Linked DNA regions of Sus scrofa: region 2 is linked to region 1. The links are chromatin contacts, called in public HiChIP or PLAC-seq maps. All regions are on one chromosome and are shown on one strand. Each heading gives the region's core, a stretch centred on a gene start, on an enhancer-like site or on the middle of the called end of the contact. The rest is flanking DNA. Distances are from core to core; before and after follow the strand shown. Region 1 holds the start of TBL1XR1 (F-box-like/WD repeat-containing protein TBL1XR1). Region 2 overlaps LOC106505748 (a long non-coding RNA gene).

Region 1 (4,232 bases), core at 545-3,044:
GAAAACACCACCAGGGCCTTATATCCGATAAAGGAGTCTTTAAGAAAAACGGGGGAAGGGGGGGTGATTATATGGGGGAGGGGAAATCAAACCATTCCGACTAAAAATAACCCATCATTTCACCCACCATATTTTATTAACAAGCTTGTTTAGATTAGCATAAGGGTCTTGTTTGGAAAACAAGAAAGCCAATAGTCAACTTCCCTCAGTCAACTGTAAAATCACATATGTACTAAAACTCTTCACCTTGGTGCCTGCACAGTACACGGTTTTAAGTAAACTCCGGACACTGAGAAAGAGCAAGTTTTAAACTAGGTTCCAACACTTTTGTAAATTTTAATCACCAAATTATTTTCGACAATGTTATTAGATAACCTAAAAACGGGAGGGTTTTTTAAGAGCCATTACAACCAAAATTTCACGTGAAACACCATTTTCACAAACCTAAATTTATTCTCGGTTGCCACTGCAAAGTGATGCCTGTTTGAGCAAATTAGGAACTTCCAAAAATACTGAACACGTTAACACATGCATGGCTTCCCTTGAACTGCCATTTCAGATTAATATTTCACTTAAATAAAAGTCTGTTTCTGTTCAAAAAATGACATCGGTTGCAAAGAGGAAGTTACCAAGAAACCACCCTCACAACGTGGCCTTTACACTGTCAGAAAATAATGTGACTCTGAGCCACCCAAAACTTACCAGGAAGCTGGCAATAACTTTGCCAATTCTACACTTCTGAACCCAACTTCAAAGTGGCTCTATCAAATATCTTCTCCAGACGATAAAAAGCACTAAGTTACAAACAAACACGTCCAGGAGTGCGGCCCCGCCGCCGCGCGCCCCTCCCCCGCCCGCGCCCCCGCCCGGGACGCACGGCCCTAACAGCCACCCGCAGCCCCCCGCACGCCGGCCGGGGTCGCCGCGCCTGGGCCCGGGCCGCGCCGGGGGAGGGGAGCGGATTTCCATTGCTGCCTAAGGTTTAACAAAATAACACGCACAGTAGAGATCCCTCTCCCCTGCTAAAAATAGGCTATAAAGGAGTCGGCCTCATGATGGCTCCTTGATTCAATTTGCTGCACATTCCTTCCTGAAAGCCTCCCCCTATACAACACACACACACACACACACACACACACACACACACTCACACACAAAGGGGGTGTAAACGGATGAAGGGTGGAAGATGGGGAGAAGGCCGAGGTGCACATTTTCGGGGACAACAGCATAATAAGGGTGAGGATCCCCCGGGACCAGGAAAGGGTAGGGGGTGGGCAGGCACGTGAGCATTTCAAAGAAGCCTGAGAGAGCTAAAAGGGGGGATGGGGCACCCTAAATGCCTTTCCTTTCTCTCCCTCCCCCACCAAACCCCCAGCTCCCCGAAGGGCCAAGTTGAAAATGCACGTTCCACTTGAGCCCATCCCCCCGCCGGCCGGCGCCCCCGAACTACCTCCGCCCGCGCCCCCCGCCCCGGCCCGCAGCCCCCACCCCGGGGTCCGGCCCCCGGCGCTTACCTGGAAACGGTGGCCTCCGACGCGCTCCCCCCTCCCGGGAATGGAGGCACAAGGAAATTCCCCTCGTCGCCGCCGCCGCCGCCTCCAACCACCCCCAAAATAACCCCTCCGGGGGGTGAGAGGCAATTATAACCCCGGCAAGCGGAGGGCGCGGGGGATGGGCGCCGGGCGGGCGGGGGCGGGGAGCGCGGCGCGGGTCCCCAGGTGGCGAGCGGAGGTGCTCCCGCCGCGGGGGGAGGGGCGGGGGCGCACGCGGCCGGCGGCGGGGGGAGGCGGCGCGCGGGGGAAGGGCGCGAGCGGGGAGAGGAATTGAGGCAGAAGGTAAAAGCTGTTACTAAGGGAAAGAGCCAAACGGTTCGGAGCAGCCAACGGCTCAGACACTCAACACTGGGGAGAGAGGAATGGGGACCAGCCAGGCACAAATGAGCTCGCGAGGCCCGCGGCGGCGGCGGCGGCGGCGGCGGCGGCGGCCGCGCAGCAAAACAAACCCGAGCGGCCTGCGCCGGGCGGGCGCGCGGGGAGGGGCCGGCGGGGGAGGGGCGCCGCGGACGCGGGGAGGCGGTGGCGGCGCGGCTAGGGGGGCCTCTGCTGGCCCCGCTCCTCTCCCCGCCCGCCCGGGGCGGTGGCGCTGGGGGGGCTGGGCGGGTTCGGCGCAGCCTTTTAAAAAGAAAGAAAGACCCGCAGGCGCCCCGAGGCGCCACCGGGCCCGGACCGCCCCGCCCCCACCGCGGCGCGCGGCCGGGTGCGGAGAGGCCTGGGTGTTGGCCGCGCGGCTCAAGGCCCTGTGGGGGCGGGGATGCTCGCGCCGTCGCGAGGGGGGCATTGCTGGTAAACTTTCCTGGGTAGGCCGGCGTGGCCCCCGGGCACCCGGACGGCGCGGTGCGGCAGGTGGGCCATAACGCACGCAGGGAGCGTGTGCGGAGAGTACGGCGCAGGCATCATATGGACATGTGTTTGTGAGAAGATCTGCACGCACCTTTGTGTGCATAAATACATATGTTTCTCGGAAGCGTACCTGGAAAGGTGCTTTATCTGTAATAAGCGATTCTCAAAATGTAATCCAGAGCACAGGAACTGTACAGAAAACACGCACACAAGAAAAGGGTTTTGATACTAAACACAAAGCTGTAATTGAAGTGTTTATGCCCAAATGTACAGTGAATTAAACATATGGTGGTATTTATCGTCTGGTGGGTCTGTTTGAAAGGTTTGGTCGATCAATTCGCTTTTCACAAAAATAAAATAATGTAACTAAATGTTTACTAAATACATACTTCTAAGGCAGCATCGGCAGTACAAGTTTATCCACTTTGTGTACTTTTGCATGTGTGTAGCATATCAAGGCGGTTTATACAGTGTAACTTAGATGAGTGATGATGTGACAATATGAGAAAGGGAATGCAAGGGGTTATTTAAAAAAAGGGAAGCAAGCCACATTTTTTTTTTTAAACAAATGCGTTTATCTTTCTAAAGTCCTCAAAATCAGGGCTTGGGGTCTTCTAAGACCTTTGTATGAGCCTAGTGTATAACAAGCAGCTTACTCTTAAGATTAGGCCTAGAAGAAACCTTTTTATTGTTACTTTCGGTTATTCCTGTCTTTAAAGTAAAATAACATTTTCACAGCCTTTTTAGGTGAGGTGTTCTGTTTTCGTACTTTAATCACAATATTTGGAAATTGGTGTAGTCATTATTTTAAAGCAATAGTCTTTTTCTCTCAGTATCAGAGACCTAAATTTTCATACTTAAAAAAAAAGTTCATTCCAAGTAACTTTTACACATCTGGACTCTGGGTGGCCTAATAAGCTCAGTGATGAGACAGGTGTTTTTTTTTTGAGCAAAGTCAAAGGCTCCTGCCCCTGATGAGCCCTTTTTTTTTTTTTTTTTTTTTTTTTTTTTTTTTTTTTTTTTTTTTTTTTTTTTGATGAGCCCTTGAAAGAGGGTGGGGAGAAGCCAGAGGCCCTTTCAAGCCATGTATTGGGATGGTGGGGTGGCAAGGAAAATCATCAGAGGAAAGGGAGTGAGATTGGAAACCTCCTCCCAAGCACCAGAAAGAGAGTTCAAAGCATCTTGGTGGTTTGTCCTTAGAGCTGTTTTCATATTTGAAAGAGGGAATGTCAGATTAAACAATGTCACCTGATGGGAATTTAGATAACTGCAGGTTTCCAAAACACTGTTGAGTGTTCAGGGAAACAGCACAAAGAGGGTGAGTCTTACCTTTCAGTAAGATTCTAAAGCTCAGGCTTATTTACTGCAGAACTAGCACCTTTTCAAAGACTTTCCAGAACCAATAAAACATTGTATCTTCCTTCAATATATTTAAGCACTGATTAATTACATATGTAAGTCACTAAGCATAATCCTCTTCAATTAGTAAGCTATCTCAGTAAAACTAAGGTTCATTATCTGAGCCACACAATGAAACAAATGTATTGGCTTAGCTCATTTTTAAAGATTAACACTGTGTCACCATGGTGGGTCCTGTCCAGGCAGCAAACACTATAAAATCAAACCACTCATCCAGGGTGTGAGGATTTACCAACTACACTGATTCTTAATATGGTAATCTCCAAATCTGGGGCCCCAGACTTAGTTTCCCTCAAAATGACCTTATTCCTTCCCTTCCCAAAGGAGAGCCCATCCTCTCTCCAGTTCATAGGGCCCAGGGCTTCTAGTCTGAAATTCTTATACCCTACTCCATGCTGCCTTCTTTCATAACAG
Region 2 (4,449 bases), core at 1,080-3,579, 120 kb after region 1:
ATCCACTTGTAGCAAGGACAAATATTTTCAGGAAAATAAAACGACACTGCATGGAACACAGGGACACAATTGCTCCTGTTGTCAGATCTTCCACTCAAAAGCCTAGAAATAAGGGGCTGGATTCCACTCTCCCCTCCTTGGTCACCATATACCTAGTTTCAACCTTCCTCTAATTTCTTATACAACCTGAGTTACCAAAGCAAATGAAGAAAAGATGAAATGAGGACACAGGCAGGAGGGGGAGAGACACAGAATTTCATCATTGTTACAACTTACTTAATGGTGGGAATTTGTCTTTTGTGTTTCAGTACAAGGCAAAGAGCCTAGTAGAAGTTCAGGGTTAGATTAATAGGACTTTCACGTTTGTCAAATGGGAAGTTGACTAAGTTAACTAAGTGACTGGATTTGAGGACCTGAGGCAGCCTGAGTGGAAAGTATCCTCAGAAAACCTAAGTGTGAGTCCCATCTCACCATTGCCACTCATATCTGGTTCAAAGGGACAAACTATTTCATGCCCTAAGGCTTAGAGCTCTTATCTCTAAAACAGCATTTCGAGTAATAGCCTTTTTTGCTGCACAGAGCTGTTTTGAGGCTCCATGAGAGAAAATATATAGGAAATGCTGTGTAAACTCTTAATCTATCTATAAGTATGAGGAATTATTATCACTGCACACAAATCCACTTATTGTTTCTGATTGGCTGTACACATAATTCAAATTCTCCAGGAAATAGCTCAGTCTTTATTTCTAGCTGTGTGGTATGCAGCTTCTAAACAGTTCTACTCAGACCTCGCCTCTTAACCTTTAGTCTTGAGGGTCTACAGAGACCTTTGGCTCTCAGTTAACTGTTACATCCCAAGCCAGCTGCAGGGCAGAAATTCCTGGTTTGATTTGTGTTTTAACCAGCTCAGCCGTTTTGTGGCTTGGCCACTGAAGTGCTCTCACAAAGACACAGACCAGAGTGGACTCAAACATGAACTCTGGTGAGAGATGAGTTCTGAGAGGAATCTAATTCAACAAAGGAGATATGTAAACAGGACTCAGGAAGCTGTGGCCACAGTCTTCTCTTAGGAGGCTTTAACTTTCTCAGTTTTGAAATACCGTGTTTGTTTCGCTGTGTGGTGAATGTCAGTATATTAACATTGTACTTTGAGATTTCTCAGCTGGCAGTGTGATAAAATTTAAAATATTATTCTCATTTAGTATCGTTTTAGAATTTTCATGGCATTAATGAAACTAATGAGAAACAACTTATGCTATTGGGAAGGGAGAGTGAGTGTTTTCAGCTGAGTTTTGGCATGGTTCAGTCTTTAAATGCATGACAATGGATTTATTATTGAAGAAATAAAGAGATTGGGCAGAATCAGCAGTTGATCATTGGAAGACAGTCATTTACTTTTTTTTTTTTTTACAGATAATAAGTAGTTTCTTGTGTATCTTTCTAATATTTTTATGCACATTATAAGAAAATACAAATAAATCTTCATATTTTTCCCCTGGACTTCTCAAAAGGTAGACCATCCAGTCTTTTATGTCAGAAAGCTTATAGCCCATGTTTAAATAATAATAAAAAGACACAACTATTAAGAGGGTAGATATTTTAGGTCTAGACTTTTACTGGTTGTAATGTTTGAATGTGAGAGTCCTCGTGGTTACAGATAGAAGCCTTGCTATAGTAGTCGCTAGTTAGTTTTTCCTTGGTTCCCAGAGGCTGCTGAATAATACACATTTGCTTGACCTGCAGTGAAAATAGAATAAGAGAAAGAAGAAAATGTGAAGTGGAACAGTGTGGTTGGGAAATTTCCACACCTTTATCCTTGGGGAAAAAAAAAAAAAGAAAAAACCTCTCTTATAAGTAAGGCTAAAGAGAATATTAAATGCATACAGTATGAGTCAAAGAAAATCATATTAACATTTATTCATCAAAGTGGATCGTTGGTCTCATCTGCATATGTGAAATTTATGGGTGACAGCCTGAACTCTCTGTCAGGGCATAGTCATATCAAACCGCAAGTGTCTGAATCCTTATTGCTTAAGTGCCTAGTTTCTAGGGTGTTTTGTTTCTGTTTTTCTTTTTAATTCTTCTTGTTTTGGCCCTTGAGAATCCAAAGAATGATTTCTTAACAAAAAATAAGACTAGCCAATAAATGAAAAATTAGGAAATTCCTCCATGATTTGGACAAGATTTGAAATTTTTTTTGTCTTCTCTAAGAAGATTTAATTTAGGAGTATGAACCAAGAAAAATTACAACATCATGCTCTGACCAGCTTGCTTCAGATAATGGCTTGTGTGACCAATGGATGTCTTGGGGGAAGGGAAATTCACAGAGAGCAATGAGGAACTTCTCTGTCATCTCAGGGTTTCACAATAAACACAGGAAACATTTGTAGCTGGCCCTCCGTTAGCCCAAAAGATTAGCTAATCCCTTATTTCACCATAAAATGCATTTTCAGCACAAGGTTCCTGAACTGCCAGCAAAGACTCATCGTGGCAGGCTCACAGTCCTCCTGGATGACAGTTGAAAGATGCTTTACCCTGTTCATGCAGACCCGGGCAGTTAGGAACCTGCCCAGGGGATATGTCTGGTGGACCAGAGTCTCTCCATAGCCCACCAATCAAGCTAGCTGATTCCCATGTCAAGCATGCCCTGGGAATTCTGCAACAGTGTTCTTAGAGTAATATCAGATTCCTGAAGCCCAGAGATGGATTAACTGTCCAGGTGCTCCAGCCAAATTCCGATTCAAATTAATACATCCTGTCCATACAACCTTTCACCTCTGTAGAGTGGAACTGTGACCTCCTGTTGCTCAGAGAGGAAAGAAAAGAAGCTGTATTTTACCATAGTGGTTTCAGAATACCTTTACACCTAGCCTGCAGCCTGCTTCACTATTTGTGGGTTGTCCACTGGCTTTTTTTTTTTCTCTAGACATAGTCATTTATTTCAAAAATGCTTGGTGTAATTTTTGAAATTATTTTAATTTGTATAAAGAATTCATCACAGATTTATTTTGGTAGAAGAGGCTTCAGAGATTATCTAATCCAACGGTCCAATGGCCTTTTATTTTCACAGATGAAGACATGGGAAGCCCAGAGAGGTTAAGTGCCATGCTCAAGGTCACTCAGCTAGTTAGCCCTAGTAAATTTCCAGTGTGAGCACAAGGTGAATTCCTAAACTGTTCCCATGGGTTCCATGTTTCCACAGCTCCTCATTAAGCAAAGCCCTGAATGAGAGAGCAGTTTTGTCACACATGCTATACACACCCAGCACTTTTTGCCTCTAAGACATTGTACGATACCTCTAAGAATGCCACAGGCCTGAGATCAGCTGGGAAGGTCAGCTGCCCACAGAGCTTCCTGTGCACTGAGTGACATGACAGCTGGAGAGTATCTATCATATTTGTCTTCCAGAACCACCCCCCCCCACAACTAAGCTGGAATTTAGCATAGGCTCCAAATCGCAAATAGGACCAAATTCACTTTCTTTACTCATCTCGCACCACAAGGCTCTCTATATAAGATAGAAAAATATAAAATAAGCACTAGCAACAATTACAGTAAAGGGAAAATTATTTTGATAGTAACATAATAAAGACAGGTCAAATTTGTACACAGAAGCAAATATTAAAAATCTCCGTTTAGTGTCTGGAGAATGGTGTTAACTTTGGCGCTGAGTTGCTAAGTGGCCTTAGCAAAGTGGGACAGATGATCTGTTATAAGGTTCAGAATATTCATAAGACTAAAAAAAATCAATTCAAGGGAAGCATAGCTTTTACTCATAAAGAGAAGTTCTTAATACCATCCTCTCAGATATAACAGTGAATTTCATACAGCTGTGTCTCATTATATTCCTCAGTGCAAGCCAAAGGCACAACAACTCACAAATTAGAAAACATGTTTCCAGGATATTGAACGTGGGAGCAAAACAATGGATCTAAGTACACGCTGAGCTGTTTAGAAATCAGTAGATGATACGTCCTTAAGGAAATCTTCTGTAGTACTATTCCTTAAAATTGTTTTTTTGAATAATTATTGGGCAGCAAAGAGAGAAGAAATTAGTGAGTCCAGTGAAGATATTGGTTCCTGAGGCAAAGACCACTCAAGGTCCCTGTATGGTCAGGCCATTCAAGATGTCTTACTCCCTGTACATCCCCTGCTTGAGCAGGCCCTGCTTCACTCACATGAATCCTCTTAATTGTAGGGCTTAATCAGTAACTGCTTGCATACTTGCCCCCTACCACCTGCCCCAGCCTCTGCTTTCCCTGGTAACCAATAAGCCAACCTGACGTCCATTGCCCCTCTAATTGGTAGCCTCCTTCTCTCCCAAGTAGTGAAGACTGCTGCCATGTCCTGCCTGCTGTAGGCTGTGCACCATGAATTGATGTCCCAGGACTCTTTGCTTCAGACATATAAGATTCCTTGTCCAATAAACCATTAAGTCTCTGTCACTGT

What was found. HiChIP or PLAC-seq counts read pairs in DNA pulled down with a chosen protein or histone mark.
Region 2: a contact with region 1 is called in an H3K27ac HiChIP or PLAC-seq map of alveolar macrophages. The contact joins the enhancer-like site here to the promoter of TBL1XR1 in region 1. A contact is called at or near these places in 11 of 47 Hi-C or Micro-C datasets (adipose tissue, alveolar macrophages, blood and 7 more) and 2 of 2 datasets of contacts at active chromatin or transcription factors (alveolar macrophages and skeletal muscle).

The regions. Positions count from the first base shown.
Region 1 is chr13:115,486,434-115,490,665 of Sscrofa11.1, forward strand. TBL1XR1 (F-box-like/WD repeat-containing protein TBL1XR1) reads right to left here and starts at 1,795. Exons shown (of 16, transcript XM_021071196.1): 1 at 1,515-1,795. It overlaps LOC106505748 (a long non-coding RNA gene), which reads left to right and starts at 1,129. Exons shown (of 8, transcript XR_002338112.1): 1 at 1,129-1,236.
Region 2 is chr13:115,603,807-115,608,255 of Sscrofa11.1, forward strand. All of the region lies in intron 1 of LOC106505748 (a long non-coding RNA gene), which reads left to right. Among named protein-coding and RNA genes, the nearest start is that of TBL1XR1, 120 kb to the left of the region's middle. Within about 2 kb of position 2,330, at least 33 of the 83 cell types and tissues checked have an H3K27ac peak or open chromatin away from gene starts, as enhancers often do. A contact at or near this core is called in adipose tissue, alveolar macrophages, embryonic fibroblasts and 5 more, where this site is marked.